3 separate regions of the Mus musculus genome follow, and regions 1 and 3 are each linked to region 2. A link is a contact called in public Hi-C and promoter capture Hi-C data. All regions are on one chromosome and are shown on one strand. Each heading gives the region's core, a stretch centred on a gene start, on an enhancer-like site or on the middle of the called end of the contact. The rest is flanking DNA. Distances are from core to core; before and after follow the strand shown. Region 1 holds the start of 2700049A03Rik (RIKEN cDNA 2700049A03 gene). Region 2 holds the start of Atl1 (atlastin GTPase 1). Region 3 holds the start of Psma3 (proteasome subunit alpha 3).

The links. Promoter capture Hi-C pulls out the DNA fragments that hold promoters and counts their contacts. Hi-C and Micro-C count contacts between places; a contact is called where the count stands out from the background.
Region 1: a Hi-C map of muscle stem cells shows a contact between it and region 2, with 5 times the contacts expected there. The contact joins the promoter of 2700049A03Rik here to the promoter of Atl1 in region 2. A contact is called at or near these places in 5 of 39 promoter capture datasets (the 3T3-L1 cell line, hippocampal neurons, liver and 1 more), 1 of 484 Hi-C or Micro-C datasets (muscle stem cells) and 1 of 9 other capture datasets (adipose tissue).
Region 3: a contact with region 2 is called in a promoter capture Hi-C map of the 3T3-L1 cell line, with 3 times the contacts expected there. The contact joins the promoter of Psma3 here to the promoter of Atl1 in region 2. A contact is called at or near these places in 3 of 39 promoter capture datasets (the 3T3-L1 cell line, the C10 cell line and cranial neural crest), 1 of 484 Hi-C or Micro-C datasets (cerebral cortex) and 3 of 115 datasets of contacts at active chromatin or transcription factors (astrocytes, pancreatic cancer cells and pro-B cells).

The regions. Positions count from the first base shown.
Region 1 is chr12:71,135,594-71,138,293 of GRCm38.p6, forward strand. 2700049A03Rik (RIKEN cDNA 2700049A03 gene) reads left to right here and starts at 1,255. Exons shown (of 30, transcript NM_001163378.1): 1 at 1,255-2,445. The coding sequence starts at 2,247. Timm9 (translocase of inner mitochondrial membrane 9) reads right to left here and starts at 1,082. Exons shown (of 5, transcript NM_001286203.2): 1 at 962-1,082.
Region 2 is chr12:69,891,689-69,894,583 of GRCm38.p6, forward strand. It overlaps Atl1 (atlastin GTPase 1), which reads left to right and starts at 1,417. Exons shown (of 15, transcript NM_178628.5): 1 at 1,417-1,656. It overlaps Map4k5 (mitogen-activated protein kinase kinase kinase kinase 5), which reads right to left and starts at 1,475. Exons shown (of 32, transcript NM_201519.2): 1 at 965-1,475. The coding sequence starts at 1,072.
Region 3 is chr12:70,973,197-70,975,896 of GRCm38.p6, forward strand. Psma3 (proteasome subunit alpha 3) reads left to right here and starts at 1,427. Exons shown (of 11, transcript NM_011184.5): 1 at 1,427-1,571. The coding sequence starts at 1,551.

The sequences.
Region 1 (2,700 bases), core at 5-2,504, 1.2 Mb after region 2:
TCGACAGGGTTTCTCTATGTAGCCCCAGCTGTCTTGGAGCTCTTTGTAGCTAGGCCTAAAGGCTGCCACTACACCCAGCATTACAGGCAACTCTTAATTAACTCAGTGTTAATCATAGCTAAAAGCACTTGAAAATGAATTCCTATTGTTTCCCGATTCAAAGTCTAGCCTCAAGGAAGATGAGAACCACGCTACTTGGGGGGTGGAGTCCCAGGTCTGACATTCGTTACAAATTATTTACTCAGGTCACTTTACTGATTGCTGTTGCAGTTGCTCAGCGTTTTGAAATTAGAGGGGAAAGGTCATTTTTTTTCATATCTAACTTTTATATAGAAATTACAGAAGTTAATTCATCCCTAAGGTCTCTTGCAGCTCTGACATTGCCATTCGGTCTTTTAATACACTTATACAACAAATCATGAACCAACAGATAAATCTACAACAAGAGAAAATGTAATAGGTAGAAAAATGATTAATCTATTATACTTTAAAAAAATACATTTTAAAAGCTTCTAGCAAGGCGTAATGGGAAAGCTCTAAGCAGTGCGTTCTCCAATATGAGACCTGGGAAGGGTGCGAGCCCTTGTACCTAATGACATAAGGCATAGTGTGCAGACAGGGTAAGAGCCGAGGAAGTCTAGATTTTCAGTAAAGGGGCTCCTGTCTGACAGCTCAAGGTCATCGAGTGGCTGGCTACCTTGTAATCTCAAAGCGTGCCCCCAAGCGATCCAGTCCCGGGTGGGCGGTGTCTCGGGGCCTAGGGTCCCCACCCTCGGGGTGACAAGGCCTCCGGGACACGGCTGGCCTCCCGCTGCGCCGCGCTGCCGGTTGCGCAGCCCCACGACCCGCGTGCACGCGGCGTCTCCCTCCGGGGTACCTGCCCGCTCCCTTTCCCGAGTGAAGGCTGTCACCCCACTGGCCGCGAACCCGGGATTATGAAAGCAGAGGAAAGGGACCATACTTAGCCACAGGATCTCGCCTCTGACACCGGGACCGGGCTGAAGAGCTGCGGGGCAGGTAGCGTGTGAGCTCGGAGGGTCAGTACAGAGCGAGCGCCGCGCCGCGGAAAGCTGAGAACACGTGGGGGCAGTGATGTCAAGCATGGCTTCAGACCCTTAGACGCAGATTCGTTACCACGTGGGAAAATGTAGGAAGAAAAGCAAGTGCCCAAGCAAATTCTAAAAATCATCTAAGAATTAACTTTTGTGATTATCTGTTCGTCAGTGCTCTCTGTACTTTTCACTTCCTTTTCCACGGCAACGGAATCTGTCGAAATTTCTAGAAAGCCTAATATGCTTAACCTACTAGGTTTCTAACGGTCTGCAGTTCCTACAGTGTAAATAACCCTTGATAAACAAAAGTGTTTATGGGCTAATCGAGAATTCGCCATTCCTCTAGGAATACTTAGTACTGTGTCCAAACATAAAGGCGATATTCTGCCTTTAAAAAAAAAAAGTCACATCTCCTGGCAGTCTTTTATGTTGGGAGTTTGTTTCCACCCGGACACGAATGGAAGAGCACCAGAGCACTCCCGTTCCGGTCGGGGGGGGGGGGGTTGGATCTTTGCGCGCATGCGTGCTGACGCTCAAGGGCGGGTTTTCGGGGAAGACGGTATTGACCCGCGAACAACCGAAGCTGTTATTCTATCAAAATCAAGACGGCGTGTGTGCCGGACTCTGTGGAGACTCTGAAGACTAAGTTGAGGTGTCCGAAATTGCGTCCTGACTCGTAGAAAGAAATCTACTAAGCTCTTATGAGGGTGGTGTTTTAAAAAACACGATTTTAACGTTGCCTGCTCGTCTGGGTCTCCTTAACAAATCCTAACCCCGCCTCCACGTCTGTTGGGGTTTTCAGCTGCAGCTCTGGGTTTGGAGGAGTGCGTTTTTATTACGGTTCCCGTGGCTTCTCTTTTGCTCTTGGCATAATTCCTTTGAAATTTATTTCTTCGATGCATTAACAGACTCAGTGGGATCAAGACTTTTTGTTTTGTTTTGTTTTTTGTTTTTGTCGTATTTAGCCCTGGATTAAATGTCAAAATCGAAATTTACAGCTTTATGGATATTTTGCCTATAGACTTTCTAAGTTAATGACTGCTTCATAATTATTTTTGGAACTCAGGTGTTTTTCAAATTCACTTCCACCATTACTTCTTTTCCTGGTACTCAAGGAGAAACTGCGTCCTTAAGTTTTGAGAAGCTAGAATTCCCTCTGTTAAGAACGGCGGGACTTGATTTGTGACTAACCAGATGAAAAACGTTGAGTTTAGCCTGGAAAGGGGGCAAAGGCTTAAAATGCCAGCGAGGAAACTGCGAGAGATTGTTTCTCCAAACCAAGGGAATAAATTGGCTGTGGTGGAAGATGAGCTGCCCCGTGTTCCTCCAGCCCTGGCTGCAAATAAACGTCTTGCTGTTGAAACGAGGACTAGTTCTAATGGAACGTTATGTGGTATGTGATTCCAAATGTTTCAGTTTCCCACCCAGTTTACGTTTTCTCTCTCTCTCTCTCTCTCTCTCTCTCTCTCTCTCCCTCTCTCTCTCTCTCTCTCTTCCGAGACAGGGTTTCTCTGTGCAGCTCTGGCTGTCCTGGAACTCACTCTGTAGACTAGGCTGTCCTCGAACTCAGAAATCCACCTGCCTCTGCCTCCCAAGTGCTGGGATTAAAGGCGTGCGCCACCACTGCCCAGCCAGTTTCCTTTTTTTA
Region 2 (2,895 bases), core at 167-2,666:
GGAACTGCACTAACTCTGCCCCTTTGGGACAAAGAACAAAAGCCATGAGGGAATATTGGACAGTGTTTTCCTCTGAACCCTTCAAAAACTTAGCAGACTTAAGAAATCGGTTTGCTTTGCTATGGCATGTTTTTTGTTGTTGTGTAACGGCAGATTACAAATTTATTATTATTTGTCTTAATATAAGAGACCAGTAAAAAGGGTAGCAGTAATTATCCACTCATGATTATGGAATGCTATAAATCCCATAGAGAGGAATTAGTTTAGTAGGAAAACCCCATAAGTTATATTCATTATTATCAACCAGATACAAAATGCCTAAACTTCTGCCAGGTGACAAAGGTCTTCCTCTAAATATGTTTAAATTTCATTACACTTTGTTTATTTCCTGGGAGTGTGTGAGTGTGTATGTGTGGGGGATCCGTGCTTCCACCAAGAGAATCCGGGGACCGTTCTGGGGTCCTAAGTAAGGTTTGGCTCTAAGGGCCTTTAACACCCTGAGCCACCTCACCGGTCCCCAAAGACATCTTCCTACAGGCTGTCATGTTTACACACAAATCCTTTTACTCCAGAACCAGATTACTTACAGTTGACAATTTAGAGTCCGGTTCCACAGAGATTTTTTTCAAGGCAAGTTCACCCAAACCAGTACAGGACGCAAAGGTCTAGATTTACAATACTCTTTCCTATCTACCGCCTTCCGCGAAGCATTTTCCCCCCACATCAACACCAAACCATCCTCCGGAATAACTTCAATACCATAAATACGCCTTAAAACCACAAAAAAAGCTCAGCCGTGGTCTGGAAGGTGCGGTTAAGTCTGCCGGTCGCTAGCCTTAGAACCGATGGGGAACCCAGGGTGCTCGGAACGGTGCGGCGGGCTCCGGGCCGCTTCCTGGCCGGACGCTGTGGTCCGGCGCATCCCGGGGGTGCCCCACGTTCGCAGGCCGGGCCGGGGCCTCACCTTGTACACGTCCCCGTAGGTGCCGCTGCCGACCCTCTGCACCAGCTCGTAGTCGTGCTGCGGGTTCCGTCTCAGGATGTCGGCGGCAGGCCTCAGCGGGGCCTCCATCTTCGCTGCGCCCAGTCCGGGGCTCTGCCCGCCGCAGCCGTCTCCCGCTAACGAGGGCGCGCGGCGCTTCCCAACATGGAGCCTCGGCTCGCAGCTGCGCCTGCACCGGCGAGAGCGAGCGCGGGGGGCGTCACGGGGCGCAACCCCGGCAGCCTCCGGGCCTCGTCGGTCCCGCCAGGCCCCGCGCCGGCCGTACCCGAGAGGCCGTCCGTTCTTGGCCGAGCGCCGGCGTCGGAGACCCGCGTCTTCTCCGAGACGGCCGTGCGCACAGTCGCCGCCGCACCACGTTCCCCACCCGCGGCTGCGTCACCGGGAGACACGTTCGCGGCCGGCGCGGATCGAGCCTGGCCCGCCCGAGAACGCAGGCCGCGGGCCCAGACTGCCGCCCTGAGGCCCGCCGAGTGCACAACACCCTGGACGCCGCCGCGCCCCGCCTCCCAGCTGCTTGCGGGGCGCCGGAGGCGTTCGTGCGGCGTCTGACCCGCCCAGCCTCGGCCAGGATTCGCCCAGTGGCCGGCGGACTAGAGGAGGAGGGTCTGTCCGCAGGCCTCCGGAGCGCTGCCTTCTGCTTCCTTTCGGTACAGGTAAACTGAGGCCGCCCGGGCAGGAGGTGGGGGAGTGCCGGGTTAACTAAATGCCGGCACACCCGACTGCACCGTCCTGTTCCACACACTGTTCCCGGTGGTACCAGTTCCGAGGCTGGACCGCACACCTGCAGAACCTGTCTTCCACCAGGGTTTCCCAGAGCCATTTTTGAAAACCCCAATTCCTTTCGAAGTTTCTGTGGTCTCTGGGCATCACCGCAATATTGCAAGTGTTAATGGGAGGAGTTTTAGAGATGCTAAAGCAAAGCTAGGGACCTTTGTCTGATTCTGCTTCCAAAGTAGGTGATCTGGGACAAGGCATACGTGGCAACATCCCAGTGTCCTTATCTGTAGCTGGAAGAGGATAGGTTTTGCATTTGACACCCGAGAAATGTTTGTAAACCATTTTTACAGCATTGTAAAGAGGAGTGTAAAATGTAAGAGGCTTTAAAATGTAAGAGGCCTAACTAACAATGCCCAAAATATTGGGCAGGAGTTATGAGAAGTGATTTGGTTAATGTTTCAATCTCTTTTGTAATTTGAGTTCCAGTCTTGTTCTTAAGGTAGAAATGAAGTTGCCAATTTTATGTATACTGGTAAAGTTACTTCTAGAGTCTTACAGAGATTTTCAGTTGGAAAACCAGATAAGGACTGGAAAGATGGCCCAATTGTTAGCAGCACCGGCTGCAGCTCAGAGGTTGATTCCCAGCACCTGCGTGGCGGCCCACTCCTCATTAACTCCAACTTGGGATCCAGAGTGGGCTGGGAGGGAGGGCCAACGCCCTCTTCTGGCCTGTGTAGGCACCACATATGCATATGGTGCACAGCTGTACATGCAGGCAAAACACAAAATTAAATAAAAATGTAAGAAAATTGAAAAAACTAGAAAAAAAAACGACAACAGAACAAATTTCAGATGACACGTGACTCCAGACACACTCTAATTCTGTTTTGAGAAATAACTTCTTATAGCTAATAAATGAAGAAATTAAATTAACACCTTAACGGAACAGAGACTGTATGCATTTTCTCGTGATCCACACACAAAGAGCACTTATTTAGGGAACATAAGTAAGCCCAGACTTACATGCCCCAGGGACAAAGCCTGTGTGTGTGCTGCACTGAAAAAAAAAATGGTTGAAGAACAGTTCCTTCTTTGAAATCTTCTTGGCACTTGTTTTGGTGGGCACATATTTTTGGCTTCGATGACTCAAAATCTCTTCAAGTGTTCTATTGGTA
Region 3 (2,700 bases), core at 177-2,676, 1.1 Mb after region 2:
TAGAGGCTGAAAGATTAGGAGTTCAGTGCCATCTTTGGCCAGCCTAAGATACTTGAGACTGCTTCAACAAAACAACGAACCAAAATAAAGTTGATTGATAGTGGGTTTTTAAAAATGTGTTTTTATTGATGTTTGTTTTGTTTTCTTTTTAGACAGGGCTCTTATATTGCAAGCTGGCCTCCCGTCCCTGCCTTCTGCATCACCCTGCTGGAAAATATTTTCTAGCTATATAAAATAAAAGTCTCCAGATATTTATTTATTTTGTTTTTTTGAGACAGGGTTTTTCTGTATAGCCCTGGCTGTCCTGGAACTCACTTTGTAGACCAGATTGACCTCGAACTCAGAAATCCGCCTGCCTCTGCCTCCCGAGTACTGGGATTAAAGGCGTGTGCCACCACGCTCGGCTCAGATATATTTTTTTAAATAAAAATATTTCTAACGTTGTATTTACAATTGGGATTTAAAATCCACCCACCACTAGGTCAGGTTCCATGCCCACTCCTTTGATTTATCTGTTGCCCTCCCTCCACTTAATACTTAAGATCATAACCTGATAGTTGTTAGAATGAGCCGAGCAACTGGAGTCCCCCAAGCCACCTTAGCCTTTCCTAACGCTAAGTCTCATAATCTTCCTAGTAGGAATGAAGATATTCTAAAGAAGCTCTTGTGCTCCTCTTTTTGATAAGACTCCAAGAAACTGGAACTTCTCCAGGAATTACATGCTGGGTGAAAGAAGGCTGAAGCCTGCCTGGTTCCAGCCAGAGGGACAGCTTTCTCTCACACATAGATTTCACACCACCTTGCAGGAGAGGCTAAAGTTGAAACCATGATGGAAAAGGTATCACACCTTGACCGAGGCTGCTTAGTTATGCACAGCAGTTGAACCAAACGTCATGTTCGGACTCTGATGATGAACTTGGTCGGAGGATGGGGGGGTCAATTGCCTCCTTTTGTTCCTTTTCCTTTTTTTTTTTTTTTTTTTTTTTTTTTTTTGGTGTTTTTGAGACAGGGTTTCTCTGTGTAGTCCTGGCTGTCCTGGAACTCACTTTGTAGACCAGGCTGGCCTCGAACTCAGAAATCCGCCTGCCTCTGCCTCCCGAGTGCTGGGATTAAAGGCATGCGCCACCACGCCCGGCTTTGTTCCTTTTCCTAAGGTGGGTTTTTCCTTCCCCGACTTTTAAGAATTCCTGTCTGTGTGGGCTACAGAGGACAGGTGCCCAAGCCTGTCCTCCTTAGGATTATTAGCTACTTAGGACTATTAGGAACTAGGCTCTGACCTTAGCTCTTCCAATACCAGTTTCAGTTGACACAGTAGCAACTTCTCCAGGGAACCGCCTCTATGGTTTCTGCGCACGCGCGCTCTCTGCTTTTTTTTTTTTTTTTTTTTCCCCCTACAGTTTTCGTCCCAGCCCACGGAACAAGCCGCAAGAGGAAAGGCTATTGGTGGAGAGCGCAGCCAATGGGCGAGCCTGTTACTAGCCTGCGCCGTGTGCGGCGTAGGAGCGGCGCTTGAGGCCTGGAAGCGTTCCGCGGCCTGCCGGGTCAGCACCATGAGCTCCATCGGCACTGGGGTGAGTCTCTCCGCGCCGTCTCTTCCAGTTCGGGGTTGAAGGCAGTGAGGAAGCCCGGCTGCGGCTCGGAGGGCCGCTGGATCCCCGGCGCTGCCCGAGTCCTGGGGACCCGCGGCCTCTGTCTCGGTGACCCCGGCTCCCGCGGCGGTTCGGGCCGGTCCTGTCCGCCCCCGTGCAGCGACAGCCCCGGGTGCTGAGTCACTTTAGTCTCATGCTTAAGGAAACTGAAAGTGGAGACTCGCGGGCCTGCCGCAGTGCGAGCTCCCCGGCTCGACCCTCGAACGGCCCCTTGCAAGCCCCTGCTGGTCGCAATGCCTCGGCCGGATCGCCGAGTGCGTCGTGCGGCCGCCGCCGGCCCATGCAGGTGCTGCGGAGCTGTGTGCTGCGGTGCTGCTGACTCACAGGCCTGCCCGGGCTTCCCGGACGGAACCTAGTTAGTGGACGTTCCCTGGAAACGGGACACCACCTAGAAGAAAGGCTGGATCTCATGAGTCCTTGCCTTTCCTTTGCGTTCTGCTTTTCGCGAACAAGCTATTTTAAGCGAGTCTGTAAGCATTTAAAGGGTTATCTATGGGCCTAAGCGCCTCCGATTTGTAAGGAGTATTGAGGATTTGCGAGCTGGACTTTAATTTGTTGGGGCTAAATACACCCAGTGTGTGCAGCGATTTACCCCACCTTTCCTTTGTCTCCATATAGAACTACTTAACAGTCTCGATTATTTGCAGTAGAGGTAATGAATGAATAATGCGTTTCTTGGTTATCCTTGTTTCCCCCATTATTTTGATGCTCACCAAGTGTGGTGCACCCCTTTAATCCTAGCACTTGGGAGGTAGAGGTAGGAGGATCTCTGAGTTCGAGGCCAGCCTGGTCTACTTAATGAGTTCCAGGACAGCCAGGACTATGTAAAGAGACCCTGTCTTTAAAACAAAACACGCGCGCGCGCACACACACACACACACACACACACACAAACAAAATAAGATTTGCTGCTCAGAATTAAACTCGCATACTGTGTTCTTATGCTTAGAATTAAGTGGTTACAAGATATTAATACTATGTAATACTTTTGGGATAAGTGCTCAATAATATGTCTCAGCAAATTGGCTTTGCAGTTGTAGTAATGTTATCC